3 separate regions of the Mus musculus genome follow, and regions 2 and 3 are each linked to region 1. The links are chromatin contacts, called in public Hi-C and HiChIP or PLAC-seq maps. All regions are on one chromosome and are shown on one strand. The core of a region is the stretch at or near the end of the contact, and the rest is flanking DNA. Distances in the headings are between cores, read along the strand shown. Region 1 holds the start of Exoc2 (exocyst complex component 2). Region 2 has its middle 56 kb from the start of Foxf2. Region 3 has its middle 51 kb from the start of Foxq1.

The links. Hi-C and Micro-C count contacts between places; a contact is called where the count stands out from the background. HiChIP or PLAC-seq counts read pairs in DNA pulled down with a chosen protein or histone mark.
Region 2: a Hi-C map of the G1E-ER4 cell line shows a contact between it and region 1, with 2.4 times the contacts expected there. The contact joins the enhancer-like site here to the promoter of Exoc2 in region 1. A contact is called at or near these places in 12 of 39 promoter capture datasets (the 3T3-L1 cell line, the C10 cell line, cranial neural crest and 6 more), 1 of 484 Hi-C or Micro-C datasets (the G1E-ER4 cell line) and 13 of 115 datasets of contacts at active chromatin or transcription factors (bone marrow-derived macrophages, craniofacial prominence, differentiating embryonic stem cells and 7 more).
Region 3: a contact with region 1 is called in a FOXA1 HiChIP or PLAC-seq map of pancreatic cancer cells. The contact joins the enhancer-like site here to the promoter of Exoc2 in region 1. A contact is called at or near these places in 2 of 39 promoter capture datasets (cranial neural crest and hippocampal neurons), 1 of 484 Hi-C or Micro-C datasets (CD8 T cells) and 2 of 115 datasets of contacts at active chromatin or transcription factors (embryonic stem cells and pancreatic cancer cells).

The regions. Positions count from the first base shown.
Region 1 is chr13:30,972,548-30,975,726 of GRCm38.p6, forward strand. Exoc2 (exocyst complex component 2) reads right to left here and starts at 1,500. Exons shown (of 28, transcript NM_025588.2): 1 at 1,449-1,500.
Region 2 is chr13:31,679,890-31,683,068 of GRCm38.p6, forward strand. No RefSeq gene overlaps it. Among named protein-coding and RNA genes, the nearest start is that of Foxf2, 56 kb to the left of the region's middle. Within about 2 kb of position 1,547, at least 9 of the 459 cell types and tissues checked have an H3K27ac peak or open chromatin away from gene starts, as enhancers often do. A contact at or near this core is called in the G1E-ER4 cell line and embryonic stem cells, where this site is marked.
Region 3 is chr13:31,505,148-31,508,326 of GRCm38.p6, forward strand. No RefSeq gene overlaps it. Among named protein-coding and RNA genes, the nearest start is that of Foxq1, 51 kb to the right of the region's middle. Within about 2 kb of position 1,509, at least 45 of the 459 cell types and tissues checked have an H3K27ac peak or open chromatin away from gene starts, as enhancers often do. A contact at or near this core is called in pancreatic cancer cells, where this site is marked.

The sequences.
Region 1 (3,179 bases), core at 250-2,749:
ATACATATATGTGTGTATACATATATGTGTGTATTCATATATGTATATATGTATGTGTATATATGTATATATTATGCATATGTATATACGTATATACACACACACAAACAAAATGTTCTGTTCTTAAAGGAGAAAAATGGTTTTATTACAGAAAACAAAGACTATTCACATTTCCCTACTGGCATTCTTCAGCATGTAATCACCAAGTGATTGGGTCTTTAAATCGTGTTGTGTCCGAATTTTAATCTGAAAAACTGGTTTTTACGTTGCTGATTTGAAGTTCTAAAAGATCACCAATGGATTCGGCTTGGGAGTAAGGACAAATTTGCAACAATCTCCAAAATGTTTCTAACTGTCCTTCTACCACTGTGTACTATGTATTTGTATGTAGAACTGCTCTTCCTACCGATGATTAGAAAATTAAAATAATCAATCAGCTCTGGAAAGCCCTGAAGATGCTCAGTGTCCCGTAGTTACAAATATTAAACCAAGACTTAACTATGTATGTGAAAAGAACCGAGTTATCCAACTCTATGCTTTCATCTTTAATAAATGGTAAGTTTGATGTATACAAAAATTGTCCTAAAATAAAAAGCTTTGTGATTTACAGATAGTGAATACATAGATTGTCTACCTATTTTATAAACTTACATATAAAACCATGGAAATTCTTTATAAATTTTTGGTGGCAAAAGTTGAAGAAGCCCCATACTAGAATACAGCCTTTACAAATGTTTTGAATGTAATCTTCAAGGTATCACCTTTTGGAAGGTAATAGTTCAAAATGTCTGGTACAGTAAATTAAATAATTGAAAAAGAAAAAAAAAGGACTACTTTCTAATAACTCCAAAAATTGTTTCCAACAAACAGAGGTTCCCCTGCTTAAAAATACTGTCTACTGTGTCAAACAAAAGAGAACATGTAAGAGGCAAGCACACATCAGCGTCTTTCTGTCACCTTTCGAATCACAAATTGTTCACACTTAGATCATTCTTGTTTTGACTTTCAGTTCCTTGCCATTGGGGGAATCTGTTACCAAGCCTGGGCCATCACAAGCTAAGCTTTATAAACAAAGTTAGTAGAGAGATAACCAGTTGCCATTAGTGTTTTTAGTGTAAGGCATTCAAATGGCCGAATGGAGGTGTGGCTGAACCCGCACTTGCTGCTCCCAGAGTAGTAAAGGAAACCATTCAAGCTTCCCGTCCACGTTAGCGCGGGGGACTTAAACAGATTCCAAGCAGACCCTGCACACCAGCCGCTCCTCCGGGTCCAGCCCGGCGGCCTGCGCGGAGGCGGGTGGGGAAGGCTCGGCCCGCGGCTCCCACACTCAGCCCCGCGCCCCGGGTCCCTCACCGCGCCTCCCCAGGTCGCCCAGCCCCGACGGTCCCGTGCCACCGCGGAATTCCACTCCGGACCCGGGGCGTCCTCACCCAGGACGCGACACTCACCTGCAGCTTGCAGGCGGTGTCAGGTCCCAGCCAACCGGTTCCAGGCCGCCGCAGCCAGCACTAGGGCCGCACTTCCGCACGCCGCGAGCGCCGAGCGCGTCGATCCGCCGCCTAGCCGAGCACCGAGTGCTGGATGGACCGCCTCTTCCCAGAGGGGAAGGAATAGAAGGAGGACCAGACTATGGAGAAGGGAAGTTAGAGGATATCGACGGCATGGAAGTGGACAGAGAGGGAAGAAAGGGAAAGTGGGGAGGGAGGAGGAGAGAAGGGTGGAGAGGTGGAAAGGAGAAGAGGAATTGATGGGAAAGGGAGAAAAGAAGGAGGGAAGCAGAAAGGAGGAGAGGGAGAAAGTGGAAGGGTGGAATTCGGGGAGGAAAAAGAGGGGAGGGGTAAAGAGGATACAGTCGGTTAGAGTCACAGTAGATGTTGCCCAAGAGTCCACAGCGGTCAGGGATCAGCACCAGGTCAAGAGGCAAACCTCAGTCAAAGGACTGCATCTAGCCAGGAGTGCCCGCCTTATTAAGATTTCTCACAGGTCAGAGCTTTGGGGTCCCAAGGGTCTGAGTGGCAAATTGATTTGCAAACTCACAAGACCCCCATATTATAGAAACGACTGCTATCTACAGCCCATAAGCCCTAAGGTTTGAAGGTACCCTCCTGTGGACTCTGGAGATGGCCAGCTGAACTGAAGCAGACATATCCCTGTGGCTTCCTCTGTAGCAGGAACGAAGGACAGTGATCTTCAGCAGAGGATAATGGCAGAAGCATAGGGTCTACCTGTGGTTGTGTTGCCATGACTGTGGAGAGAAGTAGCTACGGGGTGCCCATTATCTAAGACCAATAACAGCCTAACCTTTCTAATGCTGAGACCCTTTAATACAGTTCCCCATATCGTGGTGACCCCCAACCATAAAATTATTATGTTGCTACTTCATAGCTGTAATTTTACTACTGTTATGAAGGCAATGTAAATATCTGTTTTCCGATGGTCTTAAACAACCCCTGCGTGAAGATCATTCCCCCAGGGGGGTTAAGAGCCACTGGCCTAAGCTATTTTTTTTTCAGATATCTTTCTGTGAAGCATACCTTATGCTTCATTCAGTACATACACTGAAGAGGGTGTCGTACAGGCACTATGAATTAAGAGATATTGTATGGCTTCATTTTTCTCTCCTATTTGTGAGAAGATACGTCAAAGTGTTTCCAGACCATCCATTTTGAAGATCAAGGGAACACTCTTTATTCGTGAGCAAGAGACTTGGCAGCAGAGGTCCTAAGGAAATACTGTAAGAAATCTCTGGCAGTCACGGAGCCTTTCACTGTGAAACAAAACCCTTCAGGTCTCAGTGACATGCCATTTGTCAGGTAAGGCTGCCTATCATCAAAGCCAGAATGGTGGCTCTGGAAAACTCACAGAGTTTTCCCTGGATCAAAAAAAAATAATAATAATAAATATACTATGCTAGTGAAACAGAAACACTCAGAAGAGGAAAGAGACTCTTTTGTTAACATAAAGAACACTGGTACAATTTTCTTTATTTTTCCCCTCCCTCAAGTTTCTGCTCCTAACCCTGAAACTAACTAGCAAACACTGGTGCAGAAGTTGCCAGAAAATAAAACTGTTAAAACTAAAATTGCTACGGTAGCCACTGAGGCTACAAATCATTGTATAGGTTTATGTTCTCAACACTTTCAGATTTCATTAGAACTAAAAAGAAGGATTTTGACACA
Region 2 (3,179 bases), core at 297-2,796, 710 kb after region 1:
TGATCCCTGACACTCTATCTCAGTGAGTGTTCTCCCTTAGTTATTGAGCATGCTCAGCCCTATAGACGGAAAAGTATCCTGAGGGGAAATTTGCATAAATTAATATGACTAGTTTTTTTTTTATCCAGCTGTGTTCTGCCTTTGATTCAAAATTAGCTAATTTTTAGAAACTCCGAGTAGTGGAAGAATTATATAAGAAAGACAGTACCTAGACGGTTAGTAGCAGTTAGAGATGGTCCTTATTTTTGGTGTTTCACATCGGCAGTTTGTTCTATACACTAGCATCTCACTGAAAGGCAGCTGGCAGTGACTTTCCCACTCTCTAGGCTGTGTGTGACATTGCTGATAGCTTCCTTTGCTGTATTGTTGGTTTTTAATCTCATGTCATCCAACCTGTCAGTCCTTGAGGTTATTTCTGGGTTATTAAAGTCCTCTTCAGAAACTTTTTGAGTATGCCTACATCTTGAAGTGCTTCTCTGAAACAAAAACCATGAAATTCTATAATTTCAAGAAAATATTTCTTTCCATGAGCTAGGCAACACTTCTTTCAATATGACATCAAACATTCAAGCAAAGCTAGCATGCTAATTTAGGCCTGTGATCCTAGCAATAAGAGGCAAGAGGATTATCATAAGTTTGGTGCCAACGTGTGTGGGCTACATAGTGAGTTCCAGGCCAATTTGAACTCTGTCAAAAAAAGTTCAATAACAAAAATGTTGGACTTTATCAAAATTGATGACTTTTTGCTCTTTATAAGACACATAAAGAAAATAGGATAATAAGCCATAGGTTATGGGAAATACTGGAAAAATATTTTTAATAAAATATTTCTGTCAACATATGGCTGATCAGCCAGTGACTGAGCAGGGGAGAGAATAGGGCTGGACTTTCTCACAGCCTGGGGAGTAGAGGGACAGAAAGGAGGGACAGAAAGAAGAGAGGGACAGAAAGGAGAGAGGGACAGAAAGGAGAGAGGGACAGAAAGGAGGGAGGGACAGAAAGGAGAGAGGGACAGAAAGGAGAGAGGGTCCAGGAGAAACCATAAGAAAACAGCTGGAGCAGAGAAAACCATAAAATGCAAATATCTTAGAGTTTTTGTCTGGGAGGTAGACAGAGTTAGGTTAGAGGATTAAAATAGATGAATACTGTGCTCAGTTGTTGTGCCTTAAAGCTTTTAAGTAAATACAATAGCCCTGCCTCAATTATTCCGGAGCTAGAGGGGTTAAGAGAAAACCGCAACATAGAGGGGTTAAGAGAAAGCCGCAACACTTACCAGATAACATTAACAATAGTTCTTCTGGGAGGTGGTGATGCATTTATGAGGTTGGACCTACTGGAAGGTCTTCAGTCACTGTGGAAATGACACTATGGACTTCCTCTTCCCATCCATGATGTGATGAGCAAAATCATTTCTACCATAATGTGCTACCTCAGCCAAGGCAATGGAGCCCACTCCACTGATCATGGGCTGGAACATCTAAAGCTGTGACCCAAAATAAAACTTTCCTTGGTCAGTTATCCCAAGACAGAAAGATCACTAGCACACACTGTACATGTGAAGTGCCCAGAGTGCAAGTCTACGGAGTTAGGAAGATAACCAACTGCTTAGGGATGGCATAGGAGTGAGAAACAAGGTGCAAATTAGGCGCTGGCAACTTCTCAAAGCTGGGTGGCAGGGAGAGTTACATAACTGTGAATTTATTTAAGATATCATTAAATTATACCCTTACAATTGGGACATTATAATTTAGAAATCTCTCTGTTAAATAAAAGTGTTCATGTGTGCGTGTTATAATCTAAGTTGGACAGCTCATATTAAATGTGCATACTAGGGTTGGAGAGATGCCTCGGCATTTAAGAGCACACAGGACACAAGTTCAGTTCTCAGTAGCCACGTTAGGTGGCTCACAATTGTCTAACTCGAGCACTAGGGAGGTCCAAGACCTCTAGCCACCACAGGATCTTGTATTCATATGTACATACTCCAACACACACACACACACACACACACACACACACACACACACACACACACACACATATACTTTAAAGAAAGTATACAAAAAGAGTTTTCACCCAATATAGATCTCAGCAATGATGATAATGGTCGGTGGCAGTGATGATGATGATGGTGATAGCAGTGATTATAGTCACAGGGAGATATTGTGTTTATAGAAATAAAAACAGAGCATGTATTATTTAAGTAAGGTGCACTTGGAGGAAACTGGGTTAAATATAAAATAAGACATAAATCTTAGCTCTACAAAGTCATTGTTAAAATCCACAGAGTTAAGAATCATCTCAGTTGCTGCATATCCTATTCTTGAAGTTGACTAACATTTTATCCTGAATTATTAGCTTACAGGGAGGTGGAAAAATTGGTGTTGTTTTTTTTTTCCTTTTAGTGTTCTCTTAATTTGTGGCCTGAGAATCCTCAACCATCCTCAGAAACATTTCACTATAAGATGGCATTGGATATTTATCAGTTTTATCATCCATGATTCATTTCCCTCATCTTTGTGTTTAATTTCTATTTTTTAAGAACAGCTGTGCTTCAAGTATATTTTACATATTTTACACATATTTTACATATTTACACATATGGGTAAAATATACACAGTATATTTTACACATATCTACCCTTTCCGTTTACTGCAAGCTCATCCGGTGTCCAACCAAAAGAAATATTCCTCAGGAGGGTGATGGATATTCAGGAATGCATAAGGGCATCATCTGGGAAAGGAGAGTCTTGAGATTTCCAGGCCCAAGTCCCAGATAAAGACCTTGGACCTCACCACCCCCCTTCTGAGCAGGTTACCTCCCATTCTCTTCTATGCATCCTTGTTTTTCCAGAACCAACCCCTTATTCTTAAAGCCTGACTCTTCCTTCCCTAGAGGACTGATTTATTTAATCAAGACTTTCCCCCTTGTCCATAGTGTTTGGACCAACTCAATGATGAATGACAAGGAGCTCTTCCTAAAATGAAACAAGCATCAAAGGACAAGAAAGGAGCGTGATGGTGGAATAAACCTCTTAAAAATGAAAATAGAAGAGTTTATGGTTCCAACTCTATGACGTTCTGCAACAGATGAAACTATGCTGGTGTTAAAGGCTCAGTGGTTGACAGGGGTTCAAGGGTAGGACAGAGGAGTAGGCAGGTCATGGGGGAAATGCTTTG
Region 3 (3,179 bases), core at 259-2,758, 530 kb after region 1:
TCCAGCGTACGTATCTCCTGGTATAGGTCCTCTCCCTCAGAATGCAGAGCTCTGCCCTGCACAGTTCCTAAACTCTGTGCGCACTGGCTAGATTAGTGAGCACTGACACTAAGATGCAGAGCTGACCGACTTGATGCTCCGTAGGAATGGCCGCTCTGTTGCCTAAGGAGCTTCACCAACCTCCAATCTCCAGGAGCTTTGTCACTTGGTCACTTATCTCTGTCTCATAGAGCAGGAAACCGAGGGACAAATTAGCTCAAGGAAGGTCAGGCTGCAAAATATGGAGCAAAGCCAGATTCTCGCCATGAACACCGATGCTTTGCTGCCTCCTCAAATGCCAGAAAAGTTAGCAGGTGATGACGGTAAGAACAGAATCAGTACTCCACATCAAAGGGCCCAACCACACTCAAGGCTCCCCCAAACCCCAGATCAAAACCACTGAAGAGAAGAAAAATGCCTCTGTCCCACGCATGCGCAGTCTTTCTCAGCCTGCACTCCAATGCAATTCAGGTTAAGTGTTGTTCCCTTGCTTTTCACCGATACGGAGATGAGTGACAAGCAAGACGGGAAGTAAAGTGTGTGAGTTTCCCAAACTATGTCATTTTCTAGAAGGTTTGGTGTCCACGGGAATCCTAGAACCACTTCCCCTCCCTACACAAAGACACAGAGAGTGTCCTTAAGACCTGAGCAGATTCCACCAGAGTTCCCAGTAGCTCAGCCTACCAAGGCTCAAATGCTGTGAACAAGGAGAAAGTTCAAAAAGTATAGGTACCGGGGCTCCCTGAATTCCATCCACTTCCTTCTGTGTTCCGTGCCTCCGGGATGCACAGATCTGTCCTTCTGTGTAGGAGGCAACAGCCAGGACTCCATTTTGAAAATAAGTCTGTATGGTGAAGTTTGTTACATCCAAACACAGTTCAGTTACTTATCTGGAAGAGCTGAAGCCCAGTGTCAGCAGAAGACTTTATGATTCTTGCTGTAGAGCATCACACACGACTGTAGAGTAATACTATGATGGAGGCATCAATATCAACTCCTTTATAACATGCCAGAGAAATGAAGGCTCAGAGAGGTCAAGAAGCTTGAACAGGTGAGGTCACACAGCCAAGTGGAAGAGCTAGGGTGTGAATCCAAGAGTCCACCCCGGAGCTGGCATGCCATGCTCACCTCTGCTTTTTCTATGCCTGGCCTGGAATCAGAGACAATAGAATAGATGGCAGTAGCCACGGAACCCAGGCACCTTGTTCTGAGCCTCTGTGTATAAAGTAGCAGAGAACTCTTGGCTCTGTACCAGAAAGGTGAGCTGAGGGTGAGAGGGAGTTGTTTGTGTAGATTCAGCGTTAGGACAGCTTTAGCCAGGCCTCCAGCTGACACATAGGTGAAGAAGGTCAAAACAATAACAAACATCCTTGGTCTGAGATCACAGGAATTGCTTAATTACACACTGCATTGTGTTATTACAGTGTTCGGTCTGGTCTCCTGTTCACCAGCTCCCGCTGCCTCCCTGGGTGTGGCCTGCAGAAACTTGCGGTTTGCCAAAGGGTTTCCATGTACAATCAGGTTCTCTGGCCTCAACAGTGGGCTGACCTGGCAGAGAACTGCCACAAAAGCCATGGCCAGTGATCTAGAGCTGGACATAGGAGCCCAGGTTGGAATGCAGAGGGGACTTGGGCAACTCTCACATCATTCCCTGCCCAAATGCCACTCTCTTTTATTTTCTTTCTAAACAAAAATCATCACTTTTTGCGTTGCTTGGTTGCTCAACAAGGAAAGAGGAACTGTTTCTCTTCCTTATCGTTTGCTGTTTACATAGTGCACAGAGGCAGCGTCTGGATAGAATCTGTGGGAAGTCCCGTGCTGAACTGGAAATTCTGGCTTCTTAAGTAATCTGTTGGTGAAATTTTGAGGATGAATAGATCATCTTTTCATTGGCTGTCAGTAGAATGTTCACGATTGATGAGGTGTGGGGTTTTGTTCTCAACCCTCTGTTAAAGAAGTGAGGTTATGATAATTTTTCTTTCTTTCTTTTTTTTCTGACACTGGACATTGAGGCCAGTGCTTTCTCAATACTGAGCTCTCTCCATCCTTAATTTGTACTCCCAGGCAGATGTCTTGGTTAGAAAATAACGTACTAATAGAAAACTAAATACAACAAAAATACAGCTGGGCGGTGGTGGTGCACGCCTTTAATCCCAGCACTTGGGAGGCAGAGGCAGGTGGATTTCTGAGTTTGAGGCCAGCCTGGTCTACAAAGTGAGTTCCAGGACAACCAGGGCTATGCAGAGAAACCCAGCCTCGAAAAACAAAAAAAAAAAAAAAAAAAAAAAAAAAAAAAAAAAAAAAAAAAAAAAAAAGAAAGAAAGAAAGAAAAGAAAACTAAATACAAGGACTTTAAACAAATAAGACACCAGTGGAGTTTGGTGACTCCTGGCAAAGATGTCACTTGAGTTAGTCGGAAGGAAAGGAGGCATGTGGCCTTAAGTATAAACTTGGTCCCTGTACTGGCTCTACTGGCTAGTTTTGTGTCAACTTGACACAGGCTGGAATTATCACAGAGAAAGGAGCTTCAGCTGGGGAGATGCCTCCATGAGATCCAGCTGTAAGGCATTTTCTCAATTAGTGATCAAAGGGGAAGATCCCCTTGTGGGTGGTGCCATCTCTGGGCTGCTAGTCTTGGGTTCTATAAGAGAGCAGACTGAGCAAGCCAGGGGAAGCAAGACAGTAAAGAACATCCGCCCATGGCCTCTGCATCAGCTCCTGCTTTCTGACTTTCTTTGGTGGTAACAGCAGTGTGGAAATGTATGCTGAATAAACCCTTCCCTCCTCAACTGCTTCTTGGTCATGATGTTTGTGCAGGAATAGAAACCCTGACTGAGACAGTCCCCTTTTAGTCTTCTTGTCTCTTTTTAGACAGTGTCTCACTCTGAAGCCTAGGCAGGCCTCCTACTCAGTGATTCTCCAGCCTCAGCCTCCTAAGTGAGCCTCTGCGCTCAAGTTGGTACTGAACTTTTAAACACATGTTTTCTTGAATGTTCACCAATGGCAGAAAGAAGACAATCTTTTAATAGTTGCTTGCATTGGAGGATGAGACATCAAGGAGGGACAGAAAGACATTGTCACTGAAATAATGGAAAGGTCTTCAGATGAGAATCATGTTGCAGATACGCCATCACATTCCA